Linked DNA regions of Mus musculus: all the other regions are linked to region 1. A link is a contact called in public Hi-C and HiChIP or PLAC-seq data. All regions are on one chromosome and are shown on one strand. Each heading gives the region's core, a stretch centred on a gene start, on an enhancer-like site or on the middle of the called end of the contact. The rest is flanking DNA. Distances are from core to core; before and after follow the strand shown.

Region 1 (2,892 bases), core at 111-2,610:
ATAGCAGACTTGTCTGGAGTCTCCTTATAGACGTTTTCAAATTGGACTGTATTGTGTATTGGAGGGGGGCGATAGAGGAGTGAGAGGGGTTTTTAAAAGGGCTGGCTTTTCCCAACATCCTTGCTCGCCTCTTTAACTTTCCATTTTGTTTATCTTAATACGAGGCGTTGTTCCCTGCGAGAGTCTAAGTCTTGCCTTTGGTTATAAAAGAAAAGAGGAGAAAAAAAAATTGGCACACACTGGCGCACTATCCACCACCCTGTCATTATTGGTGCAGGCCTGGGAATTCAAGCCGGACCTCCCAGTATTTGCTGCAGCTTGAGGCCAAAGTGCCTCTAAAAGGGTTTTCTTTGAGGAATCTCAGAAATTGTTTAAGCGCTTAAAAAAATATATTACCTATCCCTCATGTCTATTGCGAGGCAAATGCTCCTGTACGTGTGAGTGTGTGCGTGTGTATGTGTGTCTGTGTGTGTGTGCGCGCGCGCTCGCAAAAGGCGTCTCGAAAAAGAAGACACTGTTGAAAAGAAAAGAAATAAGAAAGAAAGGAGGGGGGAGCATTCCTTAATGGAAGTATTGCATGCGAGAGGGTTGGCGCTGAGCGAGCGCCCCCCCACCCCCAAGCCTGGGATGCACACACGGGGGTTGCCTACCTGGGTGGTCTCTCTACTTTGGTGAGCTGTTGCTAAGCAGCTAATAATAGTCATGTTTGCTGAGTAATTTCTGCCCTCCAAGAGCCAATCGCGTTGCAGAAACCCAAGCCATCTGACAGCCCCGGGGGCGGGAGTTCCAGCCTTTTTCTCTTTCGCTCGCTCTTTCCCCCTCCACCCCCTCCCCTCCTCCTCCTCTTTCTCCAAATGGAGAGAGTTCTTTTTTTTCTTCTTCCATCTCATCTATTGAGTCAAGGAGCTGCTGCGGCCGCTGCCCGCTGCACACACACAGAGCGGAGTCCCCAGGTCCCGGTAGCGAAAGAAGCGCGCGGCGCGGGGGCAGAATGGTCCAGCGGGTCGGTGAGGAGAACAAGAAAGCAGAGTCCGGGACCGAGCAGCCACCGCGAACCCAGCAGCCAGAGAGCGACCAGCCGTTTCAGAAGCCGCCACCGCCAACTCCAGCCGCAGCCGCAGCAGCACCAGCAGCAGCAGCGGCAGCCCCGGCCCGGCATCGTTGAGACTCGCCGGGTACCGTCGCGTCGCCCGCAGCGGGCGCCGAGGGAGCCGGCGCGAGCGGCGGGGGTCTGCGCGCGCCTTCTGCCGTGAAGGGGTCGCGGCGCGGGGCGGGGACGTCTGGGGGGGACTTGGGGACCGCGAGGCGCGCCCTGGAAGCGCCGGCTCTCGCCTTCCCGCGAGCTGGATGTGGGCAGCGGCGGCCGCAAAGACCTCGGGACTCACGCGCAATGTGGCAATGGAAGGCGCAGGGTCTGAGTCCCCGGCAGCGGCCACGGCCGCAGCACCCGCAGCGCCCGCCGTGTGAGCGGCAGCAGCGGGTCTGTCACCCGGAGCCGGAGTCCCCGGCGGCCAGCAGCGTCCTCGCGAGCCGAGCGCCCAGGCGCGCCCGGAGCCCGCGGCGGCGGCGGCAACATGGCCTCGGCTGGTAACGCCGCCGGGGCCCTGGGCAGGCAGGCCGGCGGCGGGAGGCGCAGACGGACCGGGGGACCGCACCGCGCCGCGCCGGACCGGGACTATCTGCACCGGCCCAGCTACTGCGACGCCGCCTTCGCTCTGGAGCAGATTTCCAAGGTGCACTTCTGTCCCCTCCTCCCTCTTCACTTTTCCCTCTTCTTCCTCCTTGGGATCCCTGCCACACAGACACACACACACACTCCTGAGAAAGCAGCAGACAAGTGAAGGTTGAAAAATTCAAACCCTCCCTCCGGACTTTGGAGGAAAGGGCTGTCTGAGGTCCGCAGGGGGTGGAGGGGTGCCTGTGTGTGTGCGTGCGTGTGTGTGGTGTGTGCGCGCGCACACGCCCTCCCTGGTGTGCCTTTTCCGGAGCTTTGGAAACCGTCCTGAGTGGACCACCTCCAGGGCGGCCGCAATGCGGCACTGCCTTCGGCCCCAGCGCCTTTCTCCCGCGCCCCTGCCCACGGTTGCAGCCTAAAGTTCGGCGTTGCCACATTTCTTAACCTCTTTGAGGGGGAGGCGGAGTGGAGAGAGGCGGAGAGAGACAGAGGGGAGGGAGCCAAAGTAAAGGTGGTTTCCTTTTTTGGCAGCCGGTTCTGCTTTCGTTGAGCTTGAAATCTCTGCTCCCTTAAAAATTATTCTCGGGAGAGGACGTCCCCTCTCTTCCAGGTCTTGGGCCGCCTCTTCTCCCAGCCTGCCGGGGAGGGGGGCAGTTGTAAACAAGTTGCCACCTTAAATCTTCGGTACGGGTGTGCGGAACGGCCGGGTTCATTGTGTTTACGAGGCTGGCTGAAATGTGTGGAATCCGGGGAAGGCAAGCACCTAGCCTGGGGCCCGCAGGGGCCCTGGCCAGCACCCCGGGCTCCGCCGCCCGGAGAGCAGCCTGCGCCCAGCCAGGACCCCCGCCGGCGCCGGCCTGGGCCTCTTCCTTGTGCACTCGGCTATTTTAAAGAGTTCACCAGGAGGGAATGGGAGAGGGAGGAAAGATCCTTGTGGCCGCCCTCTTCCGAGCACAAATAGTGTAAGTTGTAGATGGCTGCCGCATTTCCTAACTGAGCTCCCGCGGTGTCTCCTAAGGCTGTGGAAAAGAGTGTGGACCGAACTCTGGCTGCGGGGCTCACCACGTGGACCTCGCGTACAGCCACACCGGGGCCAGATGGACCACGGTTGCTGTAGATTGTCCCTAAGTGCGCTTGCGCCCTTCACTCGGCCTCCGGGGCACTGGAGGAGGCCACAGGCTGGAGCAGGACTTAGGGAAGGGGGGACGTTTCCTGGG
Region 2 (2,700 bases), core at 159-2,658, 230 kb before region 1:
CCCTTGTATGTTTCTTTTTACTCTGCCCCTTCACTTTCAATCTTTGTTTTAAAGACAAGATCTCACTATGTGGCAAGGCTGGCCCTGAACCTGTAATCCTGCCTCAGCCGCCCAAGTGCTGGGATTACAGATGTGCACCACCATGTCTGTCTTTTAATATGTGCTTTGAAAATCTCTCATAGTTCACTGTAATTTCCAACAAGCCCTAGGATCGTCTGCCAATGCTCAGTCCTAGTCCCTCATAGCTTTGTCTTATACTTGTACTCTCTGGCACTCCCCAAGTGCTCAGACGATCTATATCTGCTTGCAAATGTACCAGAATTAAATACAAGATTCCCCAGGCAACTGAGAATAGAAAACCTATGTTTTAATCTCTCTTCTATTGCTAATAATAAAATACCATAGTTAAGTTAGTAATAAAAAGAAGTTAAGAACTAGGCAGAGATGCACCCCAATTATTTGGGAGACTGGGGTATAGGGATCACAAGGCCAGCCTGGACTGTACAGTCGAATCTGGTCTGAAAAGAGAAGTGGGAAAGGGAGATGGACAGTAGAAGAGAGGAATGGAGGGAAAAATGCTTACTGTGGCTCACAGTTCTGGTCCAAGGTCAAGGAGCTGTATCTGGTGAAAGCTTTCTTGCTGGCAGCATCTAGATGGTGCAGGGTAGCACATGTTGAGAAACATGTGTGTTTGTGTGTGTGTATGTGTGTGTGTGTGTGTGTGTGTGTGTGTGTGTGTGTGTGTGTGAGAGAGAGAGAGAGAGAGAGAGAGAGAGAGAGAGAGAACTAGTCTCTCCCTCTTTCTATAAAGCTGCCAGCATTAGGTCAGAGTCTCCACCCTAATGGCTTCATCTGACTCTAATCACTTCACCAAGGCTCCACCTCCAACAACAGAATCAGATTGTTTCTACTCTCTTACTACCTCACAATGGGATTCAATTTCTACAAAAGGTTTTACATGAGCTAAATGACATATGGCAACCCAATATAACTACTGGCTTTCAAGTTACCTTCAACAGAAGCTGCTTTCCACATCACACATCAAAGTCTGTCTTTCATTCGACTGCACTCAGACACACCAGGCACATGGCAGCTTTTCAGCTTCCTCCTCCTCGTAAAATTGGAAACACACATAAACTCTGGATCACTAAAAAAAGGACATCTTTTAAAAACTCCTGTTACGATAGAAAATCGTAGTCACTGGTCTTCTGAGGGACAGAGACTGGCAAAAACAAGCACTTGGCATTGATGGACAAACGTTGTAATTTTCAGAAGGAAACTTTCTCAGAGTAGACTTACTAATTATAATTGAGGAGAAATCACCTGAAGGAAACATCTACATAGCAACTCATTTCTTCTACTAAAAGTTGTCAAAGTGGAGAGTCATAATGAGATTATTTATCAGCAGTGAGCACGGCACTGAGTCATACAGGGAGCATCTAAAGTGGACTTTCCAGAAGTTGCAAAGCTTGATCAGTAGAGTAAGGAGGGGAGCTTTCCCTCCATGGTCAATACACTGCCCAGAGGCTGATAAATTGATAAGTCAGGCAGGGAAAGCAGAGCATCTTTTCCTCAGAGATACATCTGAGAGCGGATGGTTATGTTTTCCTCTTGTTTCCAAGAATGTCACTATGTGTGCAGATGCTCAGTGTACAGGCACACAAAGAACAGTCCCTTTGGCTTCCAACACCGCCTCTTTCCCTTTCTCTTTTTCTTATGCTCCCCATGCATACATCACATCTTCTGTGGATCATCCACAGTTGCTGGATAGCTGTGTGATTTTATTTCAATCTTTTCCATATTATTTTGAGCTTTCTATTGTTATGGCCTTAAGCTCAGTTCTGTCAAGAGGTAAGCCTGTGAAATGTATTCATTTTTGCTTCGATTTTTCATCTCTGATTCATTCTTAGGACCTCCCTTTCTGCTTGCATTAGCTATTTGTTCTTACGTGATAATTGATGGTTTTTTGTGAGAGCCTTAAAACATTTCTACATGGTTGCTTTAAGTTTTCAAGCTGCTGATCCCAGTATCCAACCATGTCTGAATTTGGTGATAGTGCCTATTCCGGATCCATGTTTGGAGGTTTTGTTGTTTTAGTTTGGGACTTTATATATGCATGCATGCACATAGTTTTATATTTTGCTTTTTAATGTAGCTTGTTACTTTGTTTTTGTTGAAAGCCTGTCATGAAATAGTCCTTTAATATAAAATAAAAGAAAGAAAAGTAAAAAAGAAAAAGAAAAAAATGGTCCTTTATTGTAATGAAGGTATTGTAAAAGCTATCTGTGGTCCACTGTGCTGTGCTGTCTTCTGGTGAGCCAGTGCGCACCCAGGCTGTGACCATGCAGTGCTTTTCAGAAATGCCCCATGCTTAGATGGTCAGAATGTCTACAGAGGTATAATAATGGATGTATTCCTTCTCCTAGACAGTTAGGTTCTACCAAGCCTGCATCTGGGCTCTGGCAAATGATCTCTCTTGAGACAGGCCTTATGAGTGCTCTGACTCATTTTAGGCTTTCTGTTGAAGCACACAGGAACTTCCTTCAGCCTCACTGTGAGAATCAAGGTTCTCTGGTAAAGACTTAAAGACATAAAACACACACAAGTGTGCTTGACCGCTTGGAGCTCCTAATTTCCAGACTCATCTATACTGGTGGATTTATCATGTTTATGAGCCTGGTTTCCTACTTCAGCCCTGGG
Region 3 (2,872 bases), core at 301-2,800, 150 kb before region 1:
AAGCCACCTCAGAGGCCCTTTCCTGACACCTGGATCTCTGCCACACTTTTCTCAAGTGGAGACTCCTTCCATGCCTTGTGGATGTCTGGAACAAACCCTGATAACATTTACTCTTCCACACCCTGTTAGCCTTCTGCTGTGGCCTCAAATGGTTCTCCAGCCAGTCACAGACTCCCAGGGCCCAGCTGTGGGCCACACTTCATATAGTAGCTCCCCAGGTAGGGCGTAGGTACACAACTTACTAAGTTGTATGCAGACCCCAGCCAGGTCACAGAGAACCTAAGGTCCAGAACTGGGCCTGGGCACTCTGATCATGTTTTCTACGTTAGCAGCCACCAGTTCAGTAGTATCCACTACTTGACATCTTGAAGAATTCTGGTCATATCCAGTCTGGGACGATAAAGGCAGAACAGCTGGCTCTGCTTCACTACAGCTCTCAAATGAAAGAACCAGGTGTCACTTCTATTATTCAAATGCCTTGTCTCTACCCAGCACCCCTTTCCATTGTTCAAGATCCTCTTTGGCCTCTGAATTTCACAGTTGCCAACCCTAGTTAATATGGCTGCCTTAGTTTTTCCTTACTGAAACAGATGCATCAGAGGATCAAAACTTAGAGCAAAACGGGTTGTTTGGGCTTCCAGTCTGTGGTAGCTTCCTCTGTGCCTGTGGGAGCACCTCATGGCCAGGAGCACTGCTTATCCCACTGGAGAGACAAAGGCGTAGGTAGCCCCTTCAACCAGCACACTACAGTGACCTGATTTCATCCCACTAGACCCTACTTCTTAAGGTCTGCACCTCCCACAGATGGGGGAGGAGGGGAGAGGCATTTAACACATGGGCCTTTGGAGACCACAGCAAAGCTGACTGCTTTGCAGCCATGTTGACTTCTGGAAAGCACCTTGTGGAATGAATGTTCTTCCCAAGTCACGGTCTGCAGTTGCCTGACTGTCAGTATCAGTTTAGATGACATCTCACCATCCTTTCCATCTCTTGAGGGGGGATCTAAAATCTACACCAATGACTGGAGTTTCTACAAAGCTCGCTCCTGTTTAGCTCAGTGCTGAGTACAGTCAATCCCCTTTAGTTCCAAACTGAGATCAGAGATTCCCAAGACATATGGCATGAAATCCTTTAGGGAGCTTTGACTTTTCCTTTCTCCTTCAGAGTTATAAAGACAGGGCTGATGCCCGGGAAGGCTAACACTCTCCAAGCAGCCCATAGTATCCACAGTAGGGTGGAGATCATAGTCCCAGCCCTTCAGCAGACAGGGCTGGCCACAAGCAGCCATCTGGACATCCTGTAACCCGAAACACATACTTTCAAGAGGGGTGCAAATGACAGTCCAGCAACACAAATAATTTGCCCCCAAATGTTTATCAGCTCCCTGCCACGGCCACTTCCATTTATAGCTTATAAATGGTTATTAACTGGCTCCTTCACATCTGATAAGCAGCCCCAGAACAGGTGGCCAGAAGGGTGGGTGATTAGAGGCCTCCTGGGAGGCGTTGTGCGCTTGCCTGTGGGTGGTCTTCCTGCCTGAGGCCAATGCCCACATGAGAAGCCATCGAAAGCCTCCAATTTGCAAGATAGCAGTCTGTTGTCTGCTTGTGTATAGCTCTGTCCAAGTTACAGCTGGCTTTGCTTTCTGACCAGCAAATACTGCCAAGAAGGGTTGAAAGTTCAGCATTCAACCCCCCCCCCTCCAAAACGCATTCCCTTCCCCTTTTAGTCACAGTCAAACAGTCCGCCCAGCTCTTGCTTCAAGGGTTCTTTAGAAGGGCTTAAGTAGATCTCTATGCAAACCCAAGCCAGGGTACAGCAGACAGAGATGGCTCCCAGCCAGAAGCAGAGAGGTACCATCAAGGATTTGGTTCTCTGCTGAAATAAGCCTTGCAGGTCCCCACAAACCTGACTTTCTCAAACAGAGACATCAGCTCCCAGGAAGGAGAGATGTTAGGCCAGGATTTCTGAGCCTCAGAGTTGTGGACATTGCAGGAGCCATGCCTTGAATCTGAGGATGTTGAATACAGCCCTGCCCTTTGTCCTAGACACCAGTGGCAGCCAATCTTTATTAACCATGAAAGTTGCCTCCTGATACTATTGGGGGCAAAACTATTCAGTTAAGAACACTCTGTTAAAAGGTGTCTAAGAAGTATAAATGAACTTAAAAGGTTATGTCCTGAGTTCCCTTAGCAGGCTGTAGAGAGTTCTTGATGCTGGGGCACTGTGTAAAAACAGTGTAGAGCAGACCTCAGGAAGTGTCTATTAACGACCAGGAACATTCTGACAAAGTTATTGCTCTTGAAAATAGGAAGTTACCCAGTGTGTTGGGTCATGTCTGATTCCAGCATTTGGAGCCTGAGGGAGGAAAAACACCATCCACTAGAGGCCAGATAACGGCTAAATAGTGATTTCCAGGGTAGCCTATGCTACAGACCAGAGAGAATAGGCAGGTAAAACAAAAACAAAAACAAAAACAAAAACCTAGCTCCCTATTCCTTATGATAAAATTTGGAGGAGAGCAGGGTTCATCGATGTAGCTCAGTGGGTCAAAGGAGCTTGCCACAAGCCTAGCCTAGTGGTATACTTCTTTAATGCCAGCACTTGGGAGACAGAAGCAGATGGATCTCTGTAGAGTTCCAGGTCAGCCTGGTCTACATAGCAAGTTCTAGTCCAGCCAGAGTCACACAGTGAGACTGGAGGGAGGGGGTGGGGTGGGGGGGAGTGGCCAGTGCTGGTGGGGGGTAATTGCCTCCAATCATGATAATCTGTGTTCAAGCCCAGGGACCCACATGGTGGAAGAAGAGAACAAGTTCTCACAAGTTGTCTTCTGAGCGCCACACAGGTGTCATGCCTTCATGTACATAGAGAA
Region 4 (2,758 bases), core at 80-2,579, 230 kb after region 1:
TCTTCTCTGATGCTTGTCTGCATCTGTTAGCTGAAGCTTTCAGCCTAAGTCATCCTTCAGAGAACATAGGAAGGTGCCCCTCCCACAGACACTGTATTATGGGGACCTCAGTCTGGGTTGGGAGTTGGCTGTCACTTCCTTGTCACGCAGCTTAGAAGCAGTTTATCAGGATCATGTGTGGGAGCTTCAGAGCTTTTATTATGGTTGAGGGAGGGATTTAAGGGGGTGTTATTTGGTCTAATTTATTGTGGCATTGCCAGGATGTGACCTCTCTATGCCGTGAGGTTCATGGAGATAATTACAATACAGACAACAAGCTGGAAGCCCCTGATTGGCTTAGGCAGTTCTCCTCTGCCATCCTGAGCCCAGAGAGCCTGCGAGCCCAGCAGGGTAGAATAAGCCGTGACCTGGTTGAGTGATTACAGGGGTAACCTGAAGAACCTGCTTCCTAATTGCATCATCTGATTCATTTATCGCAGCGCAGCATCTTCCAGCATTGACAGGGCCATGTGCAGTATCAGATCTTTAAGACCCAGCTAGACTGCTGCACTTTGCTGCCTAGGAAACCTGATGCCAATTGCATTAGTGCTGGATTCTGACAGTAATTAAAGTGTGATGGTCTACATAACTTGTGTTTTGTGTGGAGCACTGTTAATTATATTCCCATCTCTTGGGACTATCCAGAATGAGTTCTGGAAATTCTATAGTTACCCAAATATAGCAAAAACAAAAGATAAAAGAGTTGTACAAAGTGTAATGATCTCCCTGAATGTCCTTCTGCCTTTTAGAGACATCAGAGGTCTGGCAGTTTCCGTTAAGGCAATGAATGAATAAGATAAGAGACTAGTCACCTTAATTCCAAACAAGATGTGTGTGCAGGCACATGTGTGAGCCTGTGAAATAAAAATACATTCTCAAACCGGTTTGTGTTTAAGGTTCAATCTTTGGCTTCTCTACCTTAGATTGTCCCCAATATCATGGCTGCCTGCCACAGTTGGTGGCCCCAAATAGATCAGGGTATTAACCCCAGTTTGTCATTTACTATGCAGACTAAAAGTTCCAAAACAGACGGTCTTGTGTTTCCTTTGAGAGAGCAGTCACCAGGACACCATAATCCTTAACCTTAGACCTGACCTTAAAAATTGACGTCAGGAGAAGTATTGAAAGCCACTTGCTAATTATGCCTCCCTTTTGGCACTGTGCTCTGTGCCCAGGCTGAGCTTGTATCAAGGAGGCTGTTTTCTCGTTACAGCTCTGTGTGTGGAGCCCAGAAGGCTATTGTTTGGGTTCCCTATTTGAGTGAAAAGGGCCAGCTGGGTGGTGGGGTGGCCTGCGCTTGGCTGCTACACTGTGCTACGTGCCAGAGCCAGGAGCACCCTGGTTCCCATGCCCTCCCTTGCACTCCTTCACGGGCTGATCCGCCTGCTGGCAGCCACCGCAGTTGGGCCTGGGAGAGCTACCCCAAAGAGTAGTTGCATGGGAGGCAGGAGGCAGGGTCTTAAGTCAGAGACTGTTACCTGGAAGAGTTGGTAGCTCAGTAAAAAGTGTCTTTGTCTATGCCAGCCTCAGACAGCTCAGTGTGTTCCTCCTGTTGGCCAGGAAGTGTCCTCATTCTTAAGAGGGCAGTCACCGCAGCTTCACAAGGAGAAACTTCCCTGAAAAATCCCATTGCTAAAATACAGCCAAAGAATTACTCCTGTCCTCAACATTGTTGGATTTGTTTCTCTAATGTTTTAGCATTTTCTTTCCCCGCATTTTCATTAGTGTACTTCTTGCCTGAACTCTAATGTGGTACATGCAGTTAAACCAGAGCTGGAGTGGATGGCTTAGTCTTGGTTAACTAGACAAGTGTGGTGGGGCTTTGGTCTGGACTGCACTTTCCAGTGTTAACCTCAGGGGGGCACCAGACACTCCAGCATTATCTCCAATGAAAACCCAGGGCGCAGGGTAATCTTCACTCATGGGGTTCCAGGCTTTGTAGCTCCTGGGAGATGAATGGGAGAAGGATCACAGACAGACCACAAGAAATAGTGGACCATGGCAGTTCTTCCTATTCAGAGGCCAGGTTGAGGAGCAGTGAGACCCAAGAAACTGCTTTTGAGCATAGACATACGGAGACTAGACCTGGAGGTATTTGTCCAGTGTGCAAAGCTGGACATCCTGTAACTTACACCCCCCACTCCTCTGCTTGACACTGAGACCTCATGTAAACTTACAACATAAGAGGACATTTGGTACTTGTTAAGGTTTTTAAGCCCAAGAATGACAGATTTATCACTAATTAAACAATAATTGCATTATGGGGTACTGAAAAAAATTGCTTGTAGTATAAACAACATCTGGTAAAGATTAAAAAGAAAGCTCAAATTTGTTGTAAGAAACCTGAATCTTTTAAAACAAAATAGATTCTAAAACGTGAAAGGGTTGTTTAGTTTTATGTTTAACGTTTTAAAAATAGAAAAGAAAATGCCATAAGGAAAGTATGTATTTATAAAAATAGTCATTTTTATAATTACATTATAGATGTGAATGGCTTTTTTTATATATATATAAGTAGATTTTTTTCTAAAGCCAAATCACTTTTTTAACTCAAAGGAGTTCACCATGAAGGCTATGTGGCTCTTCATTCAGAAGAGGCCTTTCTTTGGTTTTGTTTGGATTTGTATGTATTTGTGGCTCTGTAGTGACTGTAGTTGCCTTTTAACTCATATCTGTGGACAAAGAGGGCCGTCTCTTGCCAGAAGAGTAGGGTGAGCTG

The links. Hi-C and Micro-C count contacts between places; a contact is called where the count stands out from the background. HiChIP or PLAC-seq counts read pairs in DNA pulled down with a chosen protein or histone mark.
Region 2: a Hi-C map of Th1 cells shows a contact between it and region 1, with 3 times the contacts expected there. The contact joins the enhancer-like site here to the promoter of Ptch1 in region 1. A contact is called at or near these places in 2 of 39 promoter capture datasets (cranial neural crest and second pharyngeal arch cranial neural crest), 17 of 484 Hi-C or Micro-C datasets (the AML12 cell line, B cells, DN3 thymocytes and 11 more), 13 of 115 datasets of contacts at active chromatin or transcription factors (the 230-238 cell line, bone marrow-derived macrophages, craniofacial prominence and 9 more) and 2 of 9 other capture datasets (liver and pancreatic islet).
Region 3: a contact with region 1 is called in an H3K4me3 HiChIP or PLAC-seq map of embryonic stem cells, with 7 times the contacts expected there. The contact joins the enhancer-like site here to the promoter of Ptch1 in region 1. A contact is called at or near these places in 9 of 39 promoter capture datasets (the 3T3-L1 cell line, 3T3-L1-derived adipocytes, cancer-associated fibroblasts and 5 more), 22 of 484 Hi-C or Micro-C datasets (B cells, the G1E-ER4 cell line, the MC3T3-E1 cell line and 16 more), 20 of 115 datasets of contacts at active chromatin or transcription factors (bone marrow-derived dendritic cells, bone marrow-derived macrophages, craniofacial prominence and 10 more) and 2 of 9 other capture datasets (adipose tissue and pancreatic islet).
Region 4: a contact with region 1 is called in a Hi-C map of the N1E-115 cell line, with 4 times the contacts expected there. The contact joins the enhancer-like site here to the promoter of Ptch1 in region 1. A contact is called at or near these places in 2 of 39 promoter capture datasets (cranial neural crest and frontonasal cranial neural crest), 2 of 484 Hi-C or Micro-C datasets (the N1E-115 cell line and muscle stem cells), 2 of 115 datasets of contacts at active chromatin or transcription factors (craniofacial prominence and pancreatic cancer cells) and 2 of 9 other capture datasets (adipose tissue and liver).

Annotation. Positions count from the first base shown.
Region 1 is chr13:63,564,203-63,567,094 of GRCm38.p6, reverse strand. It overlaps Ptch1 (patched 1), which reads left to right and starts at 1,360. Exons shown (of 24, transcript NM_008957.3): 1 at 1,360-1,733. The coding sequence starts at 1,575. RefSeq lists an enhancer at 622-801.
Region 2 is chr13:63,792,254-63,794,953 of GRCm38.p6, reverse strand. No RefSeq gene overlaps it. Among named protein-coding and RNA genes, the nearest start is that of Ercc6l2, 22 kb to the left of the region's middle. Within about 2 kb of position 1,408, at least 15 of the 459 cell types and tissues checked have an H3K27ac peak or open chromatin away from gene starts, as enhancers often do. A contact at or near this core is called in Th1 cells, Th2 cells, centroblasts and 1 more, where this site is marked.
Region 3 is chr13:63,718,394-63,721,265 of GRCm38.p6, reverse strand. All of the region lies in intron 4 of 1700024I08Rik (RIKEN cDNA 1700024I08 gene), which reads left to right. Among named protein-coding and RNA genes, the nearest start is that of 1700024I08Rik, 14 kb to the left of the region's middle. Within about 2 kb of position 1,550, at least 59 of the 459 cell types and tissues checked have an H3K27ac peak or open chromatin away from gene starts, as enhancers often do. A contact at or near this core is called in the G1E-ER4 cell line, adipose tissue, embryonic stem cells and 2 more, where this site is marked.
Region 4 is chr13:63,335,087-63,337,844 of GRCm38.p6, reverse strand. The region is part of intron 8 of Fancc (Fanconi anemia, complementation group C); the gene reads left to right. Among named protein-coding and RNA genes, the nearest start is that of Mir3074-1, 35 kb to the right of the region's middle. Within about 2 kb of position 1,329, at least 61 of the 459 cell types and tissues checked have an H3K27ac peak or open chromatin away from gene starts, as enhancers often do. A contact at or near this core is called in the N1E-115 cell line, craniofacial prominence and muscle stem cells, where this site is marked.